2 separate regions of the Macaca mulatta genome follow, and region 2 is linked to region 1. Evidence: chromatin contacts called from public Hi-C data. All regions are on one chromosome and are shown on one strand. The core of a region is the stretch at or near the end of the contact, and the rest is flanking DNA. Distances in the headings are between cores, read along the strand shown.

Region 1 (7,625 bases), core at 851-3,350:
TGTCCTCCTAACTTCTGGGCTAAACAACCCAGCTAAAGGCAACTAGAGGGGGGTTGCTCCCCAACCTTTGCAAGCCCCCTCCTGCTGGCAACTGCTGATCCTGGGACCGGTAATGGGCAGGTCCACCTTTGCCCTCAAATGGTTCTGAACTAGGTCACTGAAGTCTTTTAAATAAATTAACCAAAACCATAATAATAACAAAAAACATTTATTAAGTGCTACGTGTTTTACAAATATTAACTCAAACCTCACATCCATTTTTTAAAGTAAGTGCTCTTGTTATTTCCTTTTACAGGTGACCAAAGTGAGGCATGGGGGTTTAATAAGCTTACCCAAAACTACACAGCAAGGAGGAAGCTGCGTCGGGAATCAAACTCAGTCACTGTGGCCCCCAAGACCATGCTCATAACCATGAGGTAAAAAATGTGCCTCCTCTTCTAATTTCTGTCTCACAGTGGGCCCAGACATGGTTTCAATACAGCTCAGCAGAGCAATGCAGCAAATCCAGGTAGGGACACTAAAATACTCAGAAAAGGACCAACCAAACAACCAAAGCATAACATCAGCAATAGGACAACCAATATGAATCATGAGAACCCTCTGTCTTTATTAAATTCGGGGGAAGAAATCAAGGTCAGGAAATCAAGTGACTGGTGGCGGGGCATAGAAAGGAGTGTCTCCCCCGGTTTCTGCTCTGGCGGGCGGGTGTCAGCGGATGGTGTACTTGTCCCACTTCTTCTCGGGGTCGTAGGCCTCCCAGCGGCTGGCGGGGAAGATGTGCTTGTTCTTCTCGTACCAGCTCCGCAGCACCACCTTGCCCGCGTGCGACTCGTCCTTCTCCATGGTGGCGTCGCTGAGCAGGCGCACGTCGTCGTGCACATCGAAGTTGAAGAGCGGCCCGCTCTTGCCCCTTGCCTTGGCGATGATGAAGTCATAGAAGGTGTGGTAGTGCGGCAGGATGAGGTCCTCCTTGATGAACATGAGCTGCTCCACGCCCGCGGAGCGCAGCTCCAGGAAGTCCTTGCGCAGCCCCTGCAGCGCCTTCTTCAGGAACTGCTGCACCGTGTTGCCCTTGCGCACACGCACCGTGCGCCGGTGGCCCGAGCCGTCCCAGTAGCTGAAGGTGACCTCCATCTCCTCGTCCTTCACTTTCTCGCGCTGCGCCTCCCACTCTTGGCGCAGCTCCTCCCGGAGCCGGTTCTCCTCCTCCTCGCGGTCGCGGTCGGGCAGGAAGCTGGTGTCCACGTCGGGGTTCTTGCCCAGGTTTCCGGCGCGCCTGGCCTCGGCCGCGTCCGCCTGGTCATCGAGGTCGTCGAGCGCGAAGGACAGGCAGGAGATCTTACGCTTGCGCTCGCGCCGGTGCTCCTGCTCCCGCAGCCGCTCCTGCTGCAGCCGCTGCTCCTCCAGCTGCTGGCGCTTGGCCAGCTGCCGCTCGCGCTCCCTGATCAGGGCCTCCTGCCGGGCCTTCATGTCGTTCAGGGTCACCAGGCCCACCGTGCTGGACTTCAGCTCGGCCTCCACGGCATCGTAGTGCGCCGAGAACTTCTTGTCCACCTGCGACTTGAGGATGGTCTCCTCGGCGATGCGCTGCTTCAGCACCTCCATCTGCTCCCGCTGCTTCTCGCGCTTCTTGAGGAGGTGCATGGCACGGCCCGCCTCGCGCATGGTGCCCTTGTACTGCGCCATGGCCCCCGCCTACCCGCTGGGCTCTGCAGCAAAGAGGAAAAACGGGGCAAGTAGAGAGGGGCCCGTGCAACTGCGGGAAATGCAAAGCTCTGCGCCTCCTCACAGGGCTTTCGGCAGTGATGGAAGCGTTTAGGGGCTGGGCCGACCTGCTAGGGTCACCAACCTGACGGTGTCACCACGCACCAATTTCCAGCCTTTTCTTTGACCTCAATAAATGCAAATGCAAATGGCCCCACGTAACTGGTGGCTGCCATGCCTGAGCGCTGCGCTGAATTTGGGGAGCTGCATACAGAGAGGGTTGGGCTACTGAGCGAACCCTTACCTGCCCAAGCACCCTGCCGAGCGGAGACACGCGGGAGTTGACCTCCACGAGAACCACCCACGAGCAAAGGCCCACCCGTCCCGGGCTCTCGCGACAGCCACGGACACAGGAAGTGGAAGCGGTGCGCCCCCTGGCGGGGAGGCGGGCCCTGAGGAGAGCGCCAGGCTCCTGGTAGGGCGGCTGCGGAAACAGGAAGTGGAGGCGGCTCGCCCCCTGGCGGAGAGGCGGGCCCTCGGGAGAGCGCCTGGCTCCTGGCGGGGGCGGTGCTCCTGTGGGGCGGGCCAGCGCGGGGAGGAGCCTGGAGGAGGCGCCTCTGGCCCTGCCCAGCCAATGCTGGCCGGAGCTCCTGTTTTCATGCTGTGGGCAGGGAGGGCCCGCACCAGCGGTGCGTGCTTGCTGAGCCTTCTCGTGCCCAGTTGTAAACACGCAGAAGCAATGTGGGCGCTGCGCAAGCTGCTGTGGTCACCCAGAGAGGCTTGCAACCGCCTCGCAAGGCTGCAGCCCCTGCTCTCCAACCCTCCTCCTCCCGCGTCTCCTCCCGCCTCTGATGCTACCCCACTGTGGCCGTCTCATGAACGTTACCTGCACACCACTGCTTGTAATTCTTTCTTATGGCCCTAACATAACAACCGTTCTTTGATAATGGAACCCTACTCACCCCCCAATTTCATGACAAAACCTGCACTCAGCTTGTTAGACCTCTTCTATGCAGCAGTTTCCCCCCGGGTTCTAAGCTCTAATAACCATGGGAAACTGAGTTAAAGTATAGCAGTGTCTTTACTGTGAGCCTTTAACATGCCAGTTTCCACTGCAACTCTCCAAGGGCAGGGCAGACCAGTTCATGTTGTGTGATCGTTTCTCCCCTGCAGGAGATCTGGGAATACTCGCTGAAACCAGTGCTTCCTGGGACCTAGTTTGGAAAAGCTGGTTGTGAAATACACACTGCAGTTCAGCCTACTCCCGTCTAACAGCAACAATGCCTGTGAGCATAACCTTACCAAGAAGCGTGAATCATATGATAGTTACCTATGGCACCCACGTATCCAGAGGAGAATAGCGGGTGTGAGCACTCATCAAATTGTCCAAGCCAGAAACCTAGGCCTTTTCCTGGAATGACGTTCCTTCACATGAAATCGATTGCAGAAGAGCCTTTCACACTTTCCTTTTTCTCCCATTTCCCACCACTTGCCTTAATCTAGGAAATTAGCATTTTAAAAAAATCTGAAGCCTTCTCATTGTTGCCTCATCACCAGAATACAAGAATATCTTATTTTATTGAGCTCTGGGATACTGTGTGTTTTGTTTTTGTTTTTACAGATTGAAGATTTGTGGCGATGCAGCATCAAGTGCCTACTTTCTCCATTTTTCCAACAGCATGTACTCACTTCGTGTTCCTGTGTCACATTTTGGTAATTCTTGCAATATTTCAGACTTTTTCATTAGGCTATCTGCTATGGTGATCTGTGATCATCGTTCTGTGAGGTTACTGTAATTGTTTGGGGGCACTCCGAAGTGTGCACGTGGAAGACAAAGACATTTACTGATTTGACTGATAAATGTTATGTATGTTCTGACTGCTCCACTGACTGGCTGCTCCTTCATCTCTCTTCCTCTCCCCAGGCTTCCCTAGTCCCTGAGACACAACAATATTGAAATTAGGCTAATTCATAACCCTACAATGGCCTCTCAGTGTTCAAGTGAAAAGAAGTGTCACACGTCTCTCACTTTAAATCAAAGGCTAGAAATGATTCAGCTCAGTGAGGAAAGTATGTCAAAAGCCAGGATAGGCCAAAAGCTAGGCCTCTTTTGCCAAACAGTTAGCTAAATTATGAATGCAAAGGAAAAAAATCTTGAAGGAAACTAAAAGCGCTTTCCTGGTAAACATATGAATGATAAGAAAGCAAAACAGCCTTATTGCTCATATGGAGAAAGTTCTAGTGGTCTGGATAGAAGATCAAACCAGTCACAACCTTCCCTTAAACCAAAGCCTAATCCAGGGCAAGGCCCTAAGTCTCTTCAATTCTGTGAAGCTGAGAGAGGTGAGGAAGCTTCAGAAGAAAAGTCTGAAGGTAGCAGAAGTTAGTTCATGAGGTTGAGGAAAGAAGTCATCTCCATAACAAAGTGCAACGTGAAGCAGCAAGTGCTGATAGAGAAGCTGCAGCAAGTTATCCAGAAGATCTAGCTAACAGCATTGATGAAGGAGGCTACCCTAAACAATAGATTTTCAATGTAGACAAAATAGCCTTCTATTGGAAGAAGATGCCATTTAGGACTTTTATAGCTAGAAAGGAGAAGTCAATGCCTGGCTTCATAGCTTCAAAGGACAGGTTGACTCTCTTGCTAGGGGTTAGTGTAGCTGGAGACTTTCAGTTGAAGCCAATGCTCATTTACTGTTCTGAAAATCTTAGGGCCCTTAAGAATTATGCTAAATCTACCGTGCCTGTGCTCTATAAATGGAACAACAAAGCCTGGAGGACAGCACATCTGTTTACAGCATGGTTTACTGAATATATTTAAGTCCAGTGCTGAGACTTACTGCTCTGATGATCCCTTTCAAGAGTACTGCTCGTTAACAATGCACTTGGTCACCTAAGAGCTTGATGGAGATGCACAAGGAGATTAAAGTTGATTTCGTGCTTGCTAACGCAACATCCATTCTGCAACCCATAGATCAAGGAGTAATTTTGACTTTTAAGTCTTATTATTTAAGAAATACGTTTTCAAAGGTTGTAGCTGCTGTAGATAATGATTTCTCTCATGGATCTGGGCAAAGTAAATTTGAAATTTTTCTGGAAGGCATTTACCACTGTAGGTTCCATTAAGGACATTCACAGTTTTTGGGAGGAGGTAAAATATCAACATTAACAGAAGTTTGGAAGAAGTTGATTCAAACAGCATTATATGCTACAAAGAAATTTTTCACAAAAGGAAGAATCAATCAATGTGACAAACTTCAGTGTTGATTTATTTTAAGAAATTGCCACAGGCCCAGCCTTTGGCAACCACCACCCGGATCAGTCAGCAACCATCAACACTGAGGCAAGATATTCCACCAGCAAATAGAGCACAGCTCACTGAAGGCTCAAAGGATCATTAGCATTATTTAGCAATTAAGCATTGTAATGAAATTATGCACATTATTTTCTTAGACAAAATGCTACTGCACACTGACTGCAGTATAGTATAAACATAACTTTTATATGCACTCGAAAATTAAAAAATTTGTGTGACTGTCTTTGTGGTGATCTGGAACTGAACTCACAATATCTCCGAGGCATGCCTGTATTCTTGTTCTTGTCTAACTTCTATACAATGTATCTTCATAAAAATATCTTCATAAAAAATGAATCTGATAACATTACTCTCCTACTTGAAAAACTCCAATTTCTCTTGTAAGAGCCACATCAGAATCACTTTGTCCTCTAAGGTCTCTAATAGGTGGACCCATGCAGCACTCACCCAGCTTTTTCACTGCACCTGAATAGAAGATGCCCTTTCGGGCCAGGTGCAGTGGCTCACACCTGTAATCCCAGCACTTTGGGAGGCTGAGGCGGGTGGATCACGAGGTCAAGAGATTGAGACCATCCCGGCCAACATGGTGAAACCCTGTGTCTACTAAAAATACAAAAAAATTAGCTGGGCGTGGTGGTGAGTGCCTGTAGTCCCAGCTACTTGCGAGGCTGAGGCAGGAGAATCGCTTCAATCCAGGACGTGGAGGTTGCAGTGAGCCAAGATCGTGCCACTGCACTCCTGCCTGGTGACCCAGCAAGACTTCATCTAAAAAAAAAAAAAAAAAAGATGCCCTTTCATAACTGTTACCTTTGGACATACTCTTTCTAGAAAGTCCTGCCTTTTGCTGTGCTATATCTAAAGATCAGCACAAATATCTCCAAGAGGAAGCCTCGAGCACCCACCATCACCATCACCAACCACAGATGGACAAAGTTACCAATAGTCTCCTCTCTCAGGTTTCCCATATAATTACCTTTATTACACTTAACATAAATAAGATAGCCTCGCCACCTCTTTTTTCAATTAAATGATCCAACCTGCTAAACTTTAATTCAATCGACCATAGTTTGGCCACAGATGTTATATTCACTCTTTCTCTAATCGAATCAGAACTTGAACGTCAGTATCATCCCTAAACCTTATCATCCACTCTCCCATTATCCAGCATCCACCTCCTGAACTCAATCACGGCCTCCAAATACCATAGCCAGCTCCCAAAATTAAAAGGTTGAGCCTCAAATTCTCTGCAAAGTTTAACAAGAAAAACAACTAGAAAGAAGATTTATCCTAAAAGTCTGATATCCTGTTCTTTAGAATTTTCCCCTAAGTTCCAAGATGGTAACTTCCTCTTTCGGCCTTAATTCTCAGTGAAAAGTATCCACCAAACTAAAAGCTACTGCTTTAAGCTCTTAAATTTTATCAACAAAATGAGGTCAAGGACCTGAGCCCACACAAATGGTGAAACTTTAAGAAAGAAGAATAAATATAACAAAGAAGAATGATTGTTCTAGTTATTCTTACCTGATTCAGACATTGTGGTTTGTTTTTATTCTTTCTTTCTTTCTTTCTTTCTTTCTTTCTTTCTTTCTTTCTTTCTTTCTTTCTTTCTTTCTTTCTTTCTTTCTTTCTTTCTTTCTTTCTTTCTTTCGAGACAAAGTCTTGCTCTGTCGCCTAGGATAGAGTGCAGTGGTGCAATCTCGGCTCACTGCAAGCTCCACCTCCCTAGTTCACACCATTCTCCTGCCTCAGCCTCCTGAGTAGCTGGGACTAAAGGCGCCCACCACCACGCCCGGGTATGTTTTTCTTTTTGTATTTTTAGTAGAGACAGGGTTTCACCATGTTCTCCAAGATGGTCTTGATCTCCTGACCTCATGATCTGCCCGCCTCGGCCTCTCAAAGTGCTGAGATTACAGGTGTGAGCCACCACATGGGTTTGTTTTTTAAATAGGTTTTGTCATAAAGGAGGAAATAGGCATATTACAAACAAGTTTGAAAAGAAATGTAAATAAATAAAAAGTTCACTCAACATGAATATAAAAGTAACATAACTATTAATGTTTGAGAGTTCCCTTCCAATATTTTATGTGCACATAGATCTGTATATATTTAGCAATTTTAATCAAACTTTGCATCCCATTTGATGACTTTTTTCATTTAAGGTTTTTTTTTTTTTTTTTTTTTTTGAGATGGCGTCTCGCTCTGTCTCCCAGGCTGGAGTAGTGCAATAGCGCGATCTCTGCTCACTGCAACCTCTGCCTCCCGGGTTCAAGTGATTCTCCTGCCTCAACCTCCCGAATAGTTTGGATTACAGGCACCCACCACCATGCCTGGCTAATTTTTGTATTTTTAGTAGAGACGGGGTTTCACCATGTTGATCAGGCTGGTCTTGAACTCCTGACCTCAGTCTATCTGCCCTCCTCAGCCTCCCAAAGCTCTAGGATTACAGGCATAAGCCACCGCGCCCGGTATTCTTGTTTTTATATAATCATCATAGTCATTGATTTAAATAAATGTGGTACATTCTATTGTAAAAATACTACTACTAATAAAAGTATCAATAGGAACAATACAGCAGAGGGGAGGGAGCAGCATTCTGTTCTAGTGA
Region 2 (6,814 bases), core at 1,842-4,341, 580 kb after region 1:
GGCCGTGGCCCCTGTCTGTAGCCGGCCCTGCCCTTCCTGAACCTGCAGCCAGTCTGGCCAGAGGCGCCAGGATGGCCGCGGGAGGAGGCAGGTGGGCCTGAGCCAGGCCAGTGAGCCCAGACCTCCTCCCAGGGCCCTCACCAGCCCTGGTCACCCCGCCTGCTGGGTCCTGCAGGGGCTGGGGACATCGTTCACGCAGGTTCTTCGCAGCCCAGTCCCTGGGCTTGGTGTGTACCTAGAAGGTCACTTCTGTCTTGACTGACAGCTCAGTGGCCCTGACTGCGCAAGGCAGTCCCTTGTTCAGGGTCAGAGGTCACCAAGGTGGCGGAGGGGAGGGATTCGACTCATTTGGGTTAGGGGTCATCTGGGGTGTGGCACTCCTTTGTGAAGGGTCTCGAGCTGCCACAGGTAAAGACGGAAGCCCAGGGTGAGGGCTCAGGGCCAGGGTGACTGCTCTGGGTGACCGCTCTTGTGCCCACACCTGTCTACTAAAGCCACGGCAGAGGAGCATGAGCGTGGACCCCCCCCCCAGGAGAAGCATTCCATATTTCTCTCACGTCTCCTTTTTGCATTTGCTCTGTAATCTGCTCGTGGTTCGGTCATGGTGGGCTTTTCTATGACACATTGAGTTGCTTCTTCATCTCCTGGTCACCTGACACCATGAGCTCCCAGGAAACGGCACAGCGCCTGGCGTGGGGGCAGCCCACCCACCGCCGCTCGGCATGTCTCCACAGGCTGACAGGGTACGGGATCCACCACTGCTTTGCCAGGAGCATGATGGGCCACGAGGTGAAGGTGCCGCTCCTGGAGAACTTCTACGCTGACTACTACACCACGGCCAGCATCGCGCTGGTGTCCTGCCTGGCCATGTGCGTGGTGGTCCGGTTCCTCGGGCGCAGGGGAGGCCTGCTGCTCTTCATGATCCTCACCGCCCTGGCCTCGCTCCTGCAGCTCGGCCTCCTCAACCGTGAGTGGGCCAGGGAGGCGGGCTGCGTTCAGGGAGGGGGGCTGGCAGACCCCCAAGGGCATTTGAAAGGGCTGGGTAAGACTCCATTGGACATCTATGGCTGGAAGGAGCTGCTTCGGGGAGGACAGAGCTTCCATGAGAGCATCTGTGGAGCCCGCCTCGGAGGGCCCTGGGCCTTCCCTCCTCCCCCTGCCCCAGCCCAGGCTGCACCATGATTCCGTCCGAGTCCTGGTGGCCGGGTCTTCACTAATGGGGCAGACTGCTTCTGTGTATGACAAAGAAGAACAAAGGATTGTTTCTTTCTAGTGACATGAAGGGGGAAATAAATCTGTTTTGTCACCCTCGCATTAGGGCCCTGCTTTTCAGCAGATGTTCCCGAGTTCATCAGCTTCTCTTTGGACCAAAGAATTTCTCAGTAAAGGTTAAAAATAATCTGGCCAGATGCGGTGCCTCATGTCTGTAATCCCAGCACTTTGGGAGACCGAGGCAGGCGGATCACAAGGTCAGGAGTTCAAACCAGCCTGGCCAATATGGTGAAACCCCATCTCTACTAAAAATACAAAAAATAATTAGCTGGGCTTGGTGGCACATGCCTGTAGTCCCAGCTACTCAGGAGGCTGAGGCAGAAGAATCACTTGAACCAGGGAGGCAGAGGTTGCAGTGAGCTGAGATTGCACCACTGCACTCCAGCCTGGGTGACAGAGCAAGACTCTGTCTCAAAAAAAAAATAATCTAAGGCAAAGCTAGAGAGTCCGTCTGGCCCTCCAGCAAGCTCTGTATAGCTCCTCACCAACAGATACCCCCGTGTGTGGACAAACCACCACAGCACCTCCGTGGCCGGCCCAGGGCACGACACGAACAGGCAGGGCCACTGAACCTCCTCTCCCGCCCTGGCATGGTCCTCCTGGGACAGGCTCGGGACACGTGGGAACATCGACCCCACAGAGCTCCCCTGCCTTTACAAGGAAAATGAACGCAGGCTCTCAGAACTAGATGCCAGGGCTGTCCACCACCCCCAGATCAGAGCGGCCTTGTCGTGCAGCCTGGGTTAGAGAGGGCTCACTTCCAACTCAGGAGCGGCTCTCTAGCTTGGACAGTTCCTGTGCAATCTGTACCTTGCGGGGAGACTGCTGGGAGGCTTAGCTAATGGAATACACACGTGGTGCCTGTCTCCCTCCATCCCCGTTCCCCAGCTGCCCTTCCGGGGAGCCTCTGCCCTGCTCACACAGTTGGGACGGAAGTGGCAGATGCCTCGGCCACCAGGTGTTGCCATGCCCCTTTGGCCCTGAGCAGGAATGCCCAGGAGCCCCAAGTGAACACCAGGCAACTGTGAGGAGCAGAGCTGGGGCCAGCAGGGGTGCCCCACAGTGCTTGATGCTACTTGAGTGCAGGCTGCAGTGACCCGTGGGCAACTTTATATGCACGGAAGCTCACCCTTTGCACCTGCTAGGGTCTCGCTGTGAAGGTTCCATTTTCTCCCCAGGCTCTGAGGTCAGCGGGATCTTACCCCTGTCTTCCTAACAAAAAGATCTTTGTTTAGTGCAGTATGAACTCCACTGCCCTGGCAGCCAGCGCCATCCCAGAAACAGAAGGGAGTTTGCTTGAACCAAGTCACATGGGAACACACTGGGCTAATTCCACACCTAACGTGCTCTCTCCTCTCTCCTCACCTGCTTTGCCCTTGTCTGTGTGGGTGCGATCATGTCCGCGGGCCCAGTGATTGGAAAGTACAGCCAGCACCCAGACTCAGGTGAGTCCCAAGCGCGTGGGCTGTGCTTCCTCGTCTTGTATTACATCTAAACGGGCGTTTTCTCCAAGACTCACGGACCTGTGGTTTCCATTTCCTCTCTTTCTCCCCCTTGCCCTCCAAGAACTGCAGCTGAAGTTGGCCGTAGGTTGGACACTATACGGATACATTTGTATTCTCCCTCTTGCCGCTAGAAAGAGCGACTGGTGCTTCCCTGTTTCTGTGCTGCTTGGCACGCATGCCCCACCCCTTCCCCTGGCACCAGGCTCAGCACAGGCCCTGGCCCAGCGCCAGCTTGCTTTGTCTTATGGACAGCATCTGGGTGGGGGAGAAAGGCCGGGAGTGCTGGGGCCCAGCCGTCTGTGCTGCCAGGGGAAGCCGCTGTCCCCCTTTGACCCGTGTAAGCTTGCTGCCCTCCAGCTCTGGGGACAGCACAGTGCCGCCCTGCACCTTGAAGCTGCTGCTGCTCCCGCCTGGCCTGCCCCAGCCCTCGCCCGTGTCCCTGGGGAGCGCTTGCCCTCTCTGCAGCCTTGGGGGAGCTGAGCTGAGCCCCAGCTGTATGGCCCTGACAGCATGTCCATGCACGGTGCCAGACACGGCCCTGGTTCGAGGTCGGTCTCCGGTGCCATTCACGAGGGCTTTGAGGGGTTGAACACTCTCCTTCTGGGCCCATAAATTCTGTGGCTTGAGTTTTTGTTTCCTTAACCCTGACTCAGCTCCCCTGTCCCACGTGTTGGGCACATCAGACCTGACTGGAGCAAACGTAGGCCAGGGCAGAGGGATGTTGCTGTGGCACCGGGGACATGCCAGCCTGCCCCTCCCACCAGGCATGGCTCCCGGCTGAGGAATGCCAATAGAGGCCGCCATGAGCTCCAGCATGCTTGATGCACAGGGACTCACAGGAGCCCCACAAAACCTACTGCGGGGACTCTGGGCGTCTAGTCCTTGAGGGGCTTGGTTCCCAGAGGGAACTGCACAGCCATCCATGCCGCACGCTGGGCACTGGGGAGGAGCCGTGCCGTGCAGCCCTGGGACTCCCTCCCACCCTGGCCTGGCTTCCTCTCTTCCCTCACCATCCCCTTCTGACCCTCCCCCAGGGATGAGTGACAGCGTCAAGGACAAATTTTCCATCGCGTTTTCCATCGTGGGCATGTTTGCCTCCCATGCAGTGGGGAGCCTCAGCGTGTTCTTCTGTGCGGAGGTCACCCCGACGGTGATAAGGTGCGTAATGGGAGACACCCCGGGGAACGGCGGCTTCTCGGGACTCAAAGACAAGTCCCTGGCTCCAGGCTGGTGTGGGATTAACCAGCATCAGCTCTGGCTCTGGCTCTGGGCACATCGGCTTCATGGTTCACAGCCGAGGAGCTTGTTGTACCTAACCCTGAGGTGCCCGAGAGTCACGGGAGAACCTGGCCCTGGGGTCCTGTCCAGGCAGCAGCAGGAAGAAGGGGGAACAGGGAGCTACTCTGGGCCCAGGAAATATGTCAGTGACTGGCAAGGGGGGAATTCAGTGGATCACTCATGCCGCACTTCCACCAGAACCTGTGCCGCCGACTCTGCTAAGAGACCTCACGGCACAGCTATTGCAGAATGTTTAAAAAGTAGAAAGAGCCTTTTTCCCCCCTAAGACGCAGTTTCACTCTTGTTGTCCAGCCTGGAGTGCAATGGCATGATCTTGTGTCACTGCAACCTCTGCCTCCTGGGTTCAGGCGATTCTCCTGCCTCAGCCTCCCGAGTAGCTGGGATTACAGGTGCCTGCCACCACGCCTGGCTAATTTTTGCATTTTTAGTAGAGACGCAGTTTCATCATGTTGGCCAGGCTGGTCTCGAACTCCTGACCTCAGGTGATCCCCCCACCCCAGCCTCCCAAAGTGCTAGGATTACAGGCGTGAGCGACCGTGCCAGGCTGAAAGAGCCTTATACTGACCTGAGAAGCTGATGTCATGAATCCAAAGAGAGAAGGCCCAGCAAGTGAGATCACTGACTCATGTAAGAAACATGGATGGAGAGCCTGCTGCGTGCCAGACACTAGGCCCAGAAAACACAACAGCACAGTCCTGCCCTCGTGGAGTCTGTGGCCATTTCACACCTCCCTAAAAGGTGTGACTCACTTGTGCTCAGCCACTTTTGTTTTAGTTCAGAAAGTGAGGCTGACCCCTTCCTGGTGCCGTCCCTGTCCCTGGGTCGTGGCTCCTGGGTGCTACACACCATTTACTGTTGCCAGGCGTATAGGTTAAGAAAAAGGCATGCCTCCACTACAAGAGCATCACTCAGCTGCAGTCATTTTCCTGCAGTTTGTGACTTACTGAGGAGCTTAGCTTGAGTTATACCACACTGAACTTCTTAAAGGAGTGTCATTAGCATTTCTCATGCATGTGCCTTCATGAAACAGAACTTGAGAGTAAGGCCAATAGTTCAGCCGTGAGTCAAAACCCAGGTGTCCGAATAGTGACACCCTTGGGAAAATCCAATAGAGGCCACTCCAGTCCAAGGCGGGCTATGTGGTCGCTAATGATTTCAGCCCCTCTGGTGCTGGGGAAGGCTTTGGGAGCAAGTAGGCAAGTCCGTGGACTTTCTTACTTTCCACGTTTCCAGCAGCCATGCTAACAACAGCATCTTCACATCCGCACTTTGATTCATTGTCTTGGATCTGTATCATACAGGCCCAGCCTGACAGCTACTGGGTACCTGGACAGAAATGCCGAAGTATTGTATGATTAAGCGCCACAGAACTCATCCTGTCCCTACCTTCTGCATAAGCCACAGGGGACAGATGAGTCAGGAGCTTATTTAGTGCTTGCAGTTGCAAGATACCTCAGGCAGACCGCAGGCTCACTCCCTGTCTAAAGGGGGGACAGTGAAATTTCCCTCCTTTATCAAAGAAAACAGCAAAGGCGAGTCTCTCAATAGAGCAGAAGCCGCAGTCAGACCTTCCGGGTTTCCAGCTGGTCTCTTGCAGCCTTTGCATGATTATGCATTTGGTGGGGGGAGGGGGGGCCAGCAGGGACCCCTGAACTCTGGCAGTTGGTAGGATCATTATTCTCTGTTAGATTTGGCTTAGCAAGCTAGACGGAAGGAAATGCTGTTTCCTTTTCCTCTTTGATGCAAACCTGGAAAGATTTGGGGATAGAAATTCAACAAACATGTTCTCAGAGTCAGCCAAGATGACAAACTGGAAAAAATATGTGACCCTTGGTGATGTTTTCGTGCCTGCGGAGGATGAAAGGAAATTGAGTCCAAAGGGGGTCCCTGGGCCAGGCTGGGAGAATGTCTAGCGTTCCTGACAAATCCCTCTTCTCGCTGGGAGCCCTTTTCACCCATGCCATCGGGAGGCCGCAGCTCTTTCTTGCAAATGCACTCGGGAACGATTCCCATGGAGGCACTAGGATGCAAGTGGATCCCCTGCCATGCCCCCACTTCACAGAGAGAAATCCACGATAAGCCGGGATGGACGGCCTGGGGCCCATGAGCTCCAGCGTAGCACAGAACTAGCCTTTCCCTGTGACACTCAACTACAGACAAGCCTCCTGGCAGCAAAGGGAAAGGGGCCAGGATGGACTGCCTGGAAGTAAATATGAGGTTATGAAATTTTCTGCAAAAAGTTCAAAAAATGCTTTTATACTTTTCATACTTGTTCCACAACAAAAAGCAACAAAGGCTTGCAGAAATCTATTGCCCCAAGGATGATAGAGGCCAAGTAAACTAAATATTGTTTCATGAGGTTCTGTCCAGACCTCACATCGACAGAACCAGCTACCCGCTTAGGCCCAGGCCAGGTGGTGGTTCTCATCAGCCAGTGCACAGCTCATCAGAGTCATTGGTAAGACGTTGGGAGTTGGGTGACTTTGCAAGTGTATCTGACTGTGTCCACCTCCCAGCTTGACATGGGCAGAAGTGGCCTGGGGTCTTGGGTGGATCTGGAAGCAGCTGCTGGCTGTGCTGGGGCTGATCTTTTCTATCCACTGTCCATCTGGACGTTCCAGGTGGGCTCCAAGGCTTCCTTTGCCCTCACACGGGGGTCCAGGTGAGAGAGGACGCAGGCGCTGGGGATCATGACACCCACCTGTTTTCTCCTGCTCTGCCCACTCCGGCGGCCCTGG

Evidence for each region. A called contact is a pair of places that touch in the nucleus more often than the background predicts.
Region 2: a Hi-C map of fetal cortex germinal zone shows a contact between it and region 1, with 2.6 times the contacts expected there. The contact joins the enhancer-like site here to the promoter of FAM50B in region 1. A contact is called at or near these places in 2 of 14 Hi-C or Micro-C datasets (fetal cortex germinal zone and liver).

The regions. Positions count from the first base shown.
Region 1 is chr4:179,408,141-179,415,765 of T2T-MMU8v2.0, forward strand. FAM50B (family with sequence similarity 50 member B) reads right to left here and starts at 2,101. Exons shown (of 2, transcript NM_001267791.1): 1 at 2,009-2,101; 2 at 207-1,709. The coding sequence starts at 1,686. The coding sequence ends at 709.
Region 2 is chr4:179,985,175-179,991,988 of T2T-MMU8v2.0, forward strand. SLC22A23 (solute carrier family 22 member 23) reads left to right here. Exons shown (of 10, transcript XM_001093713.5): 7 at 735-967; 8 at 2,685-2,717; 9 at 3,812-3,935. Among named protein-coding and RNA genes, the nearest start is that of PSMG4, 27 kb to the right of the region's middle. Within about 2 kb of position 3,092, at least 15 of the 40 cell types and tissues checked have an H3K27ac peak or open chromatin away from gene starts, as enhancers often do. A contact at or near this core is called in fetal cortex germinal zone, where this site is marked.